Linked DNA regions of Hordeum vulgare: region 2 is linked to region 1. The links are chromatin contacts, called in public Hi-C maps. All regions are on one chromosome and are shown on one strand. Each heading gives the region's core, a stretch centred on a gene start, on an enhancer-like site or on the middle of the called end of the contact. The rest is flanking DNA. Distances are from core to core; before and after follow the strand shown.

Region 1 (3,968 bases), core at 1,462-3,961:
TTTTCCAATATTCTCCATTCGTGAACTTGGGCGAAAGGTCATCCCCGGCATAATGAGCACTAAGAAACATCTAAGACCAGATAAAATAGACGTTTCAGAACTTGTTGCATATTAGTATCCAATAATCTGAGCTCAGCTTTAGCCTGTTAAATTATATTAAAAAAAATTGAAGCAGCCACAACATGCTACTCATAAAAGGAAGCACAAAAATAAAAACAGTAAGGGCTAATTCGGTTTGGAGGATTTATACAGGATTTTTTCCTATGAGCATTCGTTTCATAGGAATAGAGTAGAGGTGCTAGATTCCTAAGGATTGTGCTTATATTGGCCTAACATCTAAGGATTCTTAGCATCAGGTGAGAACTCATGGAAATTTCCTAAGGATTCTTAGCATTAGGTGACCCCATGGAAGCATCTTAAGGACTGGAGTACGACATTGCAATGCTTTACTTTTCATATTCCGGTGATTTGAGAATCCTGTTAAAACGAATGAGCCCTAAAACAGGGTAATGTTATTGTTTTGTCAAGGTCTGAACTTACGGCGAGCATAGTGGGCCCGACATGAGATGTCAAGTTCTGCTTAAGAGGTCCTCCAGTACGAAACTCGTCGCTCGGCGTGATTTGCCAGAAGCCAATCGGAGGATCAGATGACACCCATCCATGGACACTATTGTATCGGTCTTCACACGAGTATTGGTACTTGTCATCGACCTTGACAAACATACCAGTGATGTTGAGATTATTCAGAACGTGGTCAAATATTTATCACGGATAATCTTGTTGTATCTCTATTATCTTACCTCCCCTCTGAGTTTAGGATTAATTGGGTCCACAAGGAGGACAGCCTCAGGGTATGCTAATTGCTGGCCGCGGGGAGGCAACCGGTCATCAGGCATCGGCATTATTCTCTGCCTGTTGTCAGCCATTGCCATGTAATGGAACCTGCATTAATTCCACCAACACATAGTTTCAGTGGGAAGATTTTTTTTTTAAAAGTGAAGAGCAAAAATTGTATCGTAAAGTTGAGAACCAACTTGTCTTTTCTAAGCTTGAAGGCCACCCTGGTCTCCCCAATGCCAAAATCAGGCCACCCTGCCTTGTGCTCATAGATACCGTAGGTGTAGAATCCCGAGGAACCACGAAGCACGATGAACCTGTACGTACAGAGATGCTTGCTCAGCTAAACATGATTTTTCCTAGCTCCAAATTTATGCTTGTTCATCAGTCAGTCAAGTCACCTCTTGTCGATGATGAGAGGAACAGCTTTCCCTTCCTGAGAAGGATCCCATGATCTAGTGAAGGAGACCTCAGCCTGGTTTTCATCATGATGTATGATGCGGAACTCTGTGCCTTTGATCCTGCGTGCAAGCGTTCACATTCGTGACTGATTTCTCTAACAAGAAAAAAAAAAGGGCGGGTAAATGAATGAAGTCTGATTATGAGCTCCTCTTACACATCAAATATTCCAGTTCGCTGTCCTGGTGGGTTCCAAACAATGTCCCAATACCTGACACAAGATGCATCGCTTAACTCGCCTTGCCTTGGATATATACGTATAGTACAAATTGATGATAGAAACTTTATATAGGCGCAGAGCAAGATCGGTACCCTCGATTGTCTTCTTTGTTAAGAATCTCCATAAGATTGTCCACACCATTGTACCGCACGCCAGTTACAATACCGTCGGGGTTGGACAGCGTCAGCTCGAATATGTCGTTTTTTATTATAACCTGCACATATAGAGCTACGGCATCAATCCGTATGTATGTGGTGGTGATGACTGCAACGTATCAACGTGCGGGAGCTCATGGCCTTTGGGTGCAAAGACTTATTTTGTTTAATAAAATGGTTGTGTGCATCTTATGATGCTGGCTGCATGCATCTCTCAATGCAGAGGCCGGGGCTTTGCCTCCTTTTCGAAAAAAATAAAATCTTATGATGCAGGCCTGGGTTAGTGGGTTATCCCCTTTTCGAAGAAACAATTATAACTTGCACATATACAGTAGTATACACAGAACATGCATGTTGGCACACGCGAGCCAAATAGACAGCGTAAGCAGCAAAGGGCAGAAGATGAGCACTTACGTATCTGCTGGTGACCTTGAGCTTAACACCGTCCATGGCGTCGCCGGCTTCCCGTTCCCGTGGAGGGCCCAAACAACAGTGCACCAGGCTCCTACAGCTGCTCCGGAGAGACGAGGAAGCGGCATTACGTTTATATAGAAAAGAAACTGACCGAGTGGAGCGAAGCTGAAGCACAGCAAGCAAAGATTAATGGCGCTTCACCCGTGGCATGTGGAGGTGCGGCGGCAGTGGAAGCAGCAGAAGTAGTACCTAAGTTTCGCCATGGGGTGAGAGTGAGACGACGGACGGATCAATCAATGTCAATGACTCGCTCCCCTCCACTGATCGATCCCTTGTGCATGGAGAATAATGTGGTGGTGTGTGTGGTGGCGATGCTTAGATGGATGGGCGGTTAATTATCCCTTGGTTTGGAAAGCAAGCATGTGTGCGTGGAGTTGAAGCCAAGGAGGAGGAGGAGGTGCGGCAATGGCGTGGTCCGCCTCTCCTCAATTCTTTTGGTTGTTGGCCGGTAACACTTGGCGCCTCTCACAAGTGCGGCCGGCAGCCGTGGAGACGATGGCATATGTACATCTCCACAGTGGCCTGCAGGCCGCAGCAACAGAGACATGTCATTGTTGAAAAGATGCCTACTAATCGATCGGTCATCCGTCTTTTGTGTAATGTATATATATAGTACTATGTTCTGTGAGTATGGAGCAGCTCCTTCAGTTTTTTTTTTGTTTGTGAGCGAGTTCCTTTTACTAATAATATGTTCCTGCTATATGCTCCTATCCTATGCATTGCAGAAATTAAACAGATAATGCTTGCAAGTAACAAATAAACAGTCCTGGCCGGCCGGTGGCTAGAGCGCCCCCGCCGGAGTGCCGACGGCGGCCCTCGTCTACAAGGCGAGGCCCCCTCGGTTCCACCCAGGTGCGAGATCAGGGGGACGCGATTTCCGATGAAAACCGCGCCGACTTCGATCGTCGCGGATGATGGCGACATCTAGGACGTCGTTACCTTCTCGAGGCATCGTTGTTGCGGGCCATGGCACCCCACTCATGATGCTTTGGGGGAAACCTTATATCTGAATCTACCGGATCGGACGATGATGTCACATTCGATGTCGTTTCCCTTTTAAGGGCATCGTTTTGATGCAAGTGCTGGTTGGACGGGACAAGAGGAGGAACGGTGTTACATCTATCGTAAGCCTGACGGTGGATCCCGGCGGCAGGCCTTGCAAGGTCGGTGTGTCTGTTCTAGCTCTGGAGATGGACCGGTGAAAGATGGTGGCGGCAACCTCTAAGAGTGCGCGGGAGCGGTGTGGGACCTAGTCCCGGTGTGTGGCTGGACTGGGGCATCCGGTCATAGATGTTAGGATTTGATGCGATGTTTGTTTAGTATTTGATCCGGATATTCGACACACCTTCATCAAGGGATAGGAGTAGCAACAAGTGTTGCCTAGATGGTGGCTTCAACCTAACTGATATATTATTTTATATGACCTTTGTGAATAGTTAATAAAATGATTGCATACATTATCCAGATGCAGAGATCGGGTATATCTCCTTTTCTAAGAAAAACAGCAAAGAGTATACTATCTCATTGGTTGCAATAACAATTACTAGTACTAGTACATAATTTGTACAGTTTGCAGGTGCCTACTTTTTGTGTGGCTGTCAGTCATCTAACGTCGCATATCGCTTGTACCAAGTACATGTGCATTACTAAAAATGTGAGATTTTAGCAGACGTAACGGCAATGTCTGATCTTTAATTCTTCTAGGAAAGGTTTGGTCTTCAAGTTATCTACAGGATAGTTAGCTAGATGTTGATACAGGGACTTTAGAAATGCTAATAACCAAGTGAAGAAGTGGCTGGCAGGATTTGTTTGTATAGCATTTG
Region 2 (3,681 bases), core at 389-2,888, 140 kb before region 1:
GGACTACTGCTAGGCACAGCGGTACTACCGCCGAGGGACCATTTGCTTAGATGAGATAAACACAGAGGCGGGAGCCACTCCAATGTTGTAGGTAAGGGGAAAGGAGATATAGTGTGTGCGTGCAAAATTGATTCCACCCAAACCTTTCCACTACGGGTCCCCTCTTAATAGTACGACGTTCCTATGACTCAAATAAAGAGAATCGTAGAGTACACCGTGCTTCTGTTCCATGGAAAGAGGGGCGAGTCGTCTTGTGCCATTGACATGTGTTATCTGAAATCTTAACACACACGGTTAGTCCTTTGCGGTACTGTCATCAATCACCAAAATTACTTAGGCATAAACTATGCCCTAACATACTCTCCGGCCAATAACCAATAGTGGGACCTGGATGTCCATATTGGCTCCTACATATTCTATGAAGATCTTTATCGATCGAACCACGATGTCAAGGATTCAATCAATCATGTATACTATTCCCTTTGTCTATCGATATGTTACTTGCCCGAAATTCGATCGCCGGTATCTCTATACCTATTTCAATCTCGTTACCGGCAAGTCTTTTACTCGTTTCATAATACAAGATCCCGTGACTAAATCTTTAGTCACATTGCTTGCAAGGCTTATTGTGATGTTGTATTACTGAGTGGGCCTAAGATACCTCCCCGTCACACGGAGTCAAAAATCCCAGTCTTGACCCATGCCAACCCAACACACACATCTAGAGATACGTGTAGAGCACCTTTATGGTCATCCAGTTACGTTGCGACGTTTGATACACACAAGGCATTCCTCCGGTGTCCGGGAGTTGCATGATCTCATGGTCATAGATACATTGACATGCAGAAAACAATAACAATAAACTTACACGATCATATGATACGTTCATAGTTTGGGTCTTGTCCATCACATCATTCTCCTCATGATGTGATCCCGTTATCAAGTGACAACACTTGTCTATGGCCAGGAAACATTGACCATCTTTGATCAACGAGCTAGTCAACTAGAGGCTCACTAGGGACAGTGTGTTGTCTATGTATCCACACATGTTTTTGAGTTTCCAATCAATACAATTCTAGCATGGATAATAAACGATTATGATGAATAAGGAAATATAATAATAATCAATTTATTATTGCCTGTAGCGCACATTTCCAACAGTGTGGGCGGCATGGCAGCCGGGGTGTGGCGGTCGGTGTTGACCGGGAAGAAAACATGCTCTATCTTCGGACCGGTGGCTGCGAAGCTCGTTCCCTTTTTGAACGCGTCGTCGCGGCTCTCATCGCCGTCGTGCTGTTTTAGGGGAAACTCTGATCCTCAGATCGAGCAGTGGCGACGCTCCAGTGCTGTTTCCTTTCTGAAGGCGCCACCTTGAAGCCCACAGTTCGTCGTATGTGGCTTTATCTCTTCACGGTGACGTGTTTCAGGTTGAATTCTCGATTGCTTTGTAGCTCTAGGGGTGTTGTGGCTGCAATAACATCTATGTATCTTGGATGTGTGTGTTGTGTTGGCGTGAGTTTGTATCAGATTGTTGTGAATCTTTGCTTTATATATGTATAAAATGAATTTCTTTAACATCTTCTTCAAGTAAAAAAAAAAAAAAGACAACACGCAGCCTAGGAGCGTCGTGGAGAAGCAATCCCTCCCTCAACTCAAAGACTTTGCAGGCCAGGGTGCCCAGCGCAAAAATGAGGGACGAAGCAAACCCAGTTTCGTAGCTTTTCCAACCCCCCTCCGACCGTTGCCCACCTTCCCCGTTAACTGCCCACTCCCCTCGCCGCCGGTGGCTGCTCCTTCGCCGCAGCGCCCAGCTCCGCCGCCCCCTGCTCTCCGTCGACCCTGGTAAGCTTCCAGCGATCACGCCTCGCTGCCGCCCGAACCGCCCCTGCTCCCCACGCTCAGCCTCGGATCCAGATCCACGCCTTCCAGCCCCCTGCTACGCCGCTGCCCGGGACTGCTCCAGCGTCTACTCTGAAAACCTAGATCTCATAGCACCAACTTTTCTGTGCGTGGCTGCAGCTTCCTGGTATGGAGAATGGGGAGATCGAGGCCGCGGAGGATGGGCTGCCGGTGCCAGCGCCGCCTAACGGGCGACGCTACCGACCAGTGGGCTCGGACGACAGCGCCGTCATCCAGATGACCTCCATGGAGCCCAGCCCCGGCTCCACCTCCACCTCTGTCACTGGCCATGACGCCATAACACCCCAGCCGCCTAGGTGATGCATACTTGGTCTCATATGTGTGGGCTTCCTCAGCATTTTGTTTTTGTTTGATACACAATCAGTAAAAGGGTTTCGGGTTTAGTACATGTTACACTTCTGCGAGAATCACCAGCTAGCGTAGTTGCTGCAAATATCTGTGCATTGTCTTGACAGTGAGTTATTTAGACAAACGGGGTGTTCAACTGGACAGTTTTATTCGGATGATAGTCTTGGTGGGCAGTAAACACACATGGGAGGTTAATTTGAAGTTTTTAACTACATAATGGCTTTGGACTGTTTGAGACTACAACCTTAGGCTTTTAATAGCCTTTTGGATTTGCTTCCTTCATTTAGAGCTCAGTGCATTATGAACAGGGTTGTGAAATTCACATTACTGTTTGTTTGTAGACTACCTTCAATGTGAGGCCATGACCTTGACTTTTGAAATTTGGTCATCGTATTGTAATCTCCTCGGGTTTGATATATTTGAATGACCGTGTGGTAGAATTTTCTTTTGGCATATGATATTTTGTGTGTACTCATATATCGATAATCTATGTTGAGCTTCTATTGGTATATACCCATGGTTTAGGGTTCTGTAGTTAGAATGTTAGTCAATGAGTGTCACACCTGTCACTACTTGAGCAGTTAATATTTCCTTTTCAATATCAGTTCTTGTTATTGATCTTTGTAGTTTGCTTGGAATATTACTTGACACTGGTTTACTTATTTGCATCATGCATATATATTCTTTTGTTGTACCTACTGGCTTCCCTGCTCGATTTTCTATTTTGATTGCATATTCCATGACACGTTATCAGCCATAATTTCTGCAGATTTCATTCCGTCTTTTTCTTTCAGTGGTCGTCATATGATTTAGATGACACAAACTGTGTAGCTGCGAATTTATGCACTCAACAAGCTTTCTTTTATGTATATCATAGAAACCTTAAGCCCGGTGGTGCTAATCTAACCATTGATCCAAGCATGCAAGAAGGTTCTGGTGATCATGCTACATCCAGTGGATCTCAAAGGGATTCAAAGCTAGAGCTTTTTGGGTTTGATTCACTTGTAAATATTTTGGGCCTCAAGAGGTACGGTTCATCGTTGTGTTATTTTATTTAGGTTGTCTGAAAACTTGAGATATATCTCCTTTTATTGAGCGCACGTAGTTTTGACTGATATATTAAGCATGTGCTCTCCAAAGAAATAGCTTGAACTAGTGATTTTACTTTATGACATAAGTATCTGATTGAATCTAAACAGCATGACAGGAGAAGAGATTCCAGCTCCTTCGAGTCCTAGGGAGGGAGAGGATGTAGCAATTACCATTGGAAGGCCGAAGGTTGTCTCCAGTTCCAAACTTTAGGATGAGTTCCATCTGTTTGATACTTCATCACACTTCTCCTAGTTAAACATGAATAACTAGAAGTTAGTATATTTGGAATTAATTAACAGGAAAGAGTAGTGCTTGGGCTCA

The links. Hi-C and Micro-C count contacts between places; a contact is called where the count stands out from the background.
Region 2: a contact with region 1 is called in a Hi-C map of leaf, with 3 times the contacts expected there. The contact joins the promoter of LOC123407084 here to the promoter of LOC123407127 in region 1. A contact is called at or near these places in 4 of 6 Hi-C or Micro-C datasets (leaf, seedling and an unstated tissue).

Annotation. Positions count from the first base shown.
Region 1 is chr7H:242,615,874-242,619,841 of MorexV3_pseudomolecules_assembly, reverse strand. It overlaps LOC123407127 (probable rhamnogalacturonate lyase B), which reads right to left and starts at 2,711. Exons shown (of 16, transcript XM_045100188.1): 1 at 2,335-2,711; 2 at 2,086-2,182; 3 at 1,609-1,730; 4 at 1,454-1,507; 5 at 1,239-1,358; 6 at 1,035-1,154; 7 at 801-942; 8 at 541-711; 9 at 1-70. The coding sequence starts at 2,348.
Region 2 is chr7H:242,758,201-242,761,881 of MorexV3_pseudomolecules_assembly, reverse strand. It overlaps LOC123407084 (cation-chloride cotransporter 1), which reads left to right and starts at 1,638. Exons shown (of 14, transcript XM_045100124.1): 1 at 1,638-1,842; 2 at 2,020-2,216; 3 at 3,146-3,295; 4 at 3,468-3,546. The coding sequence starts at 2,029.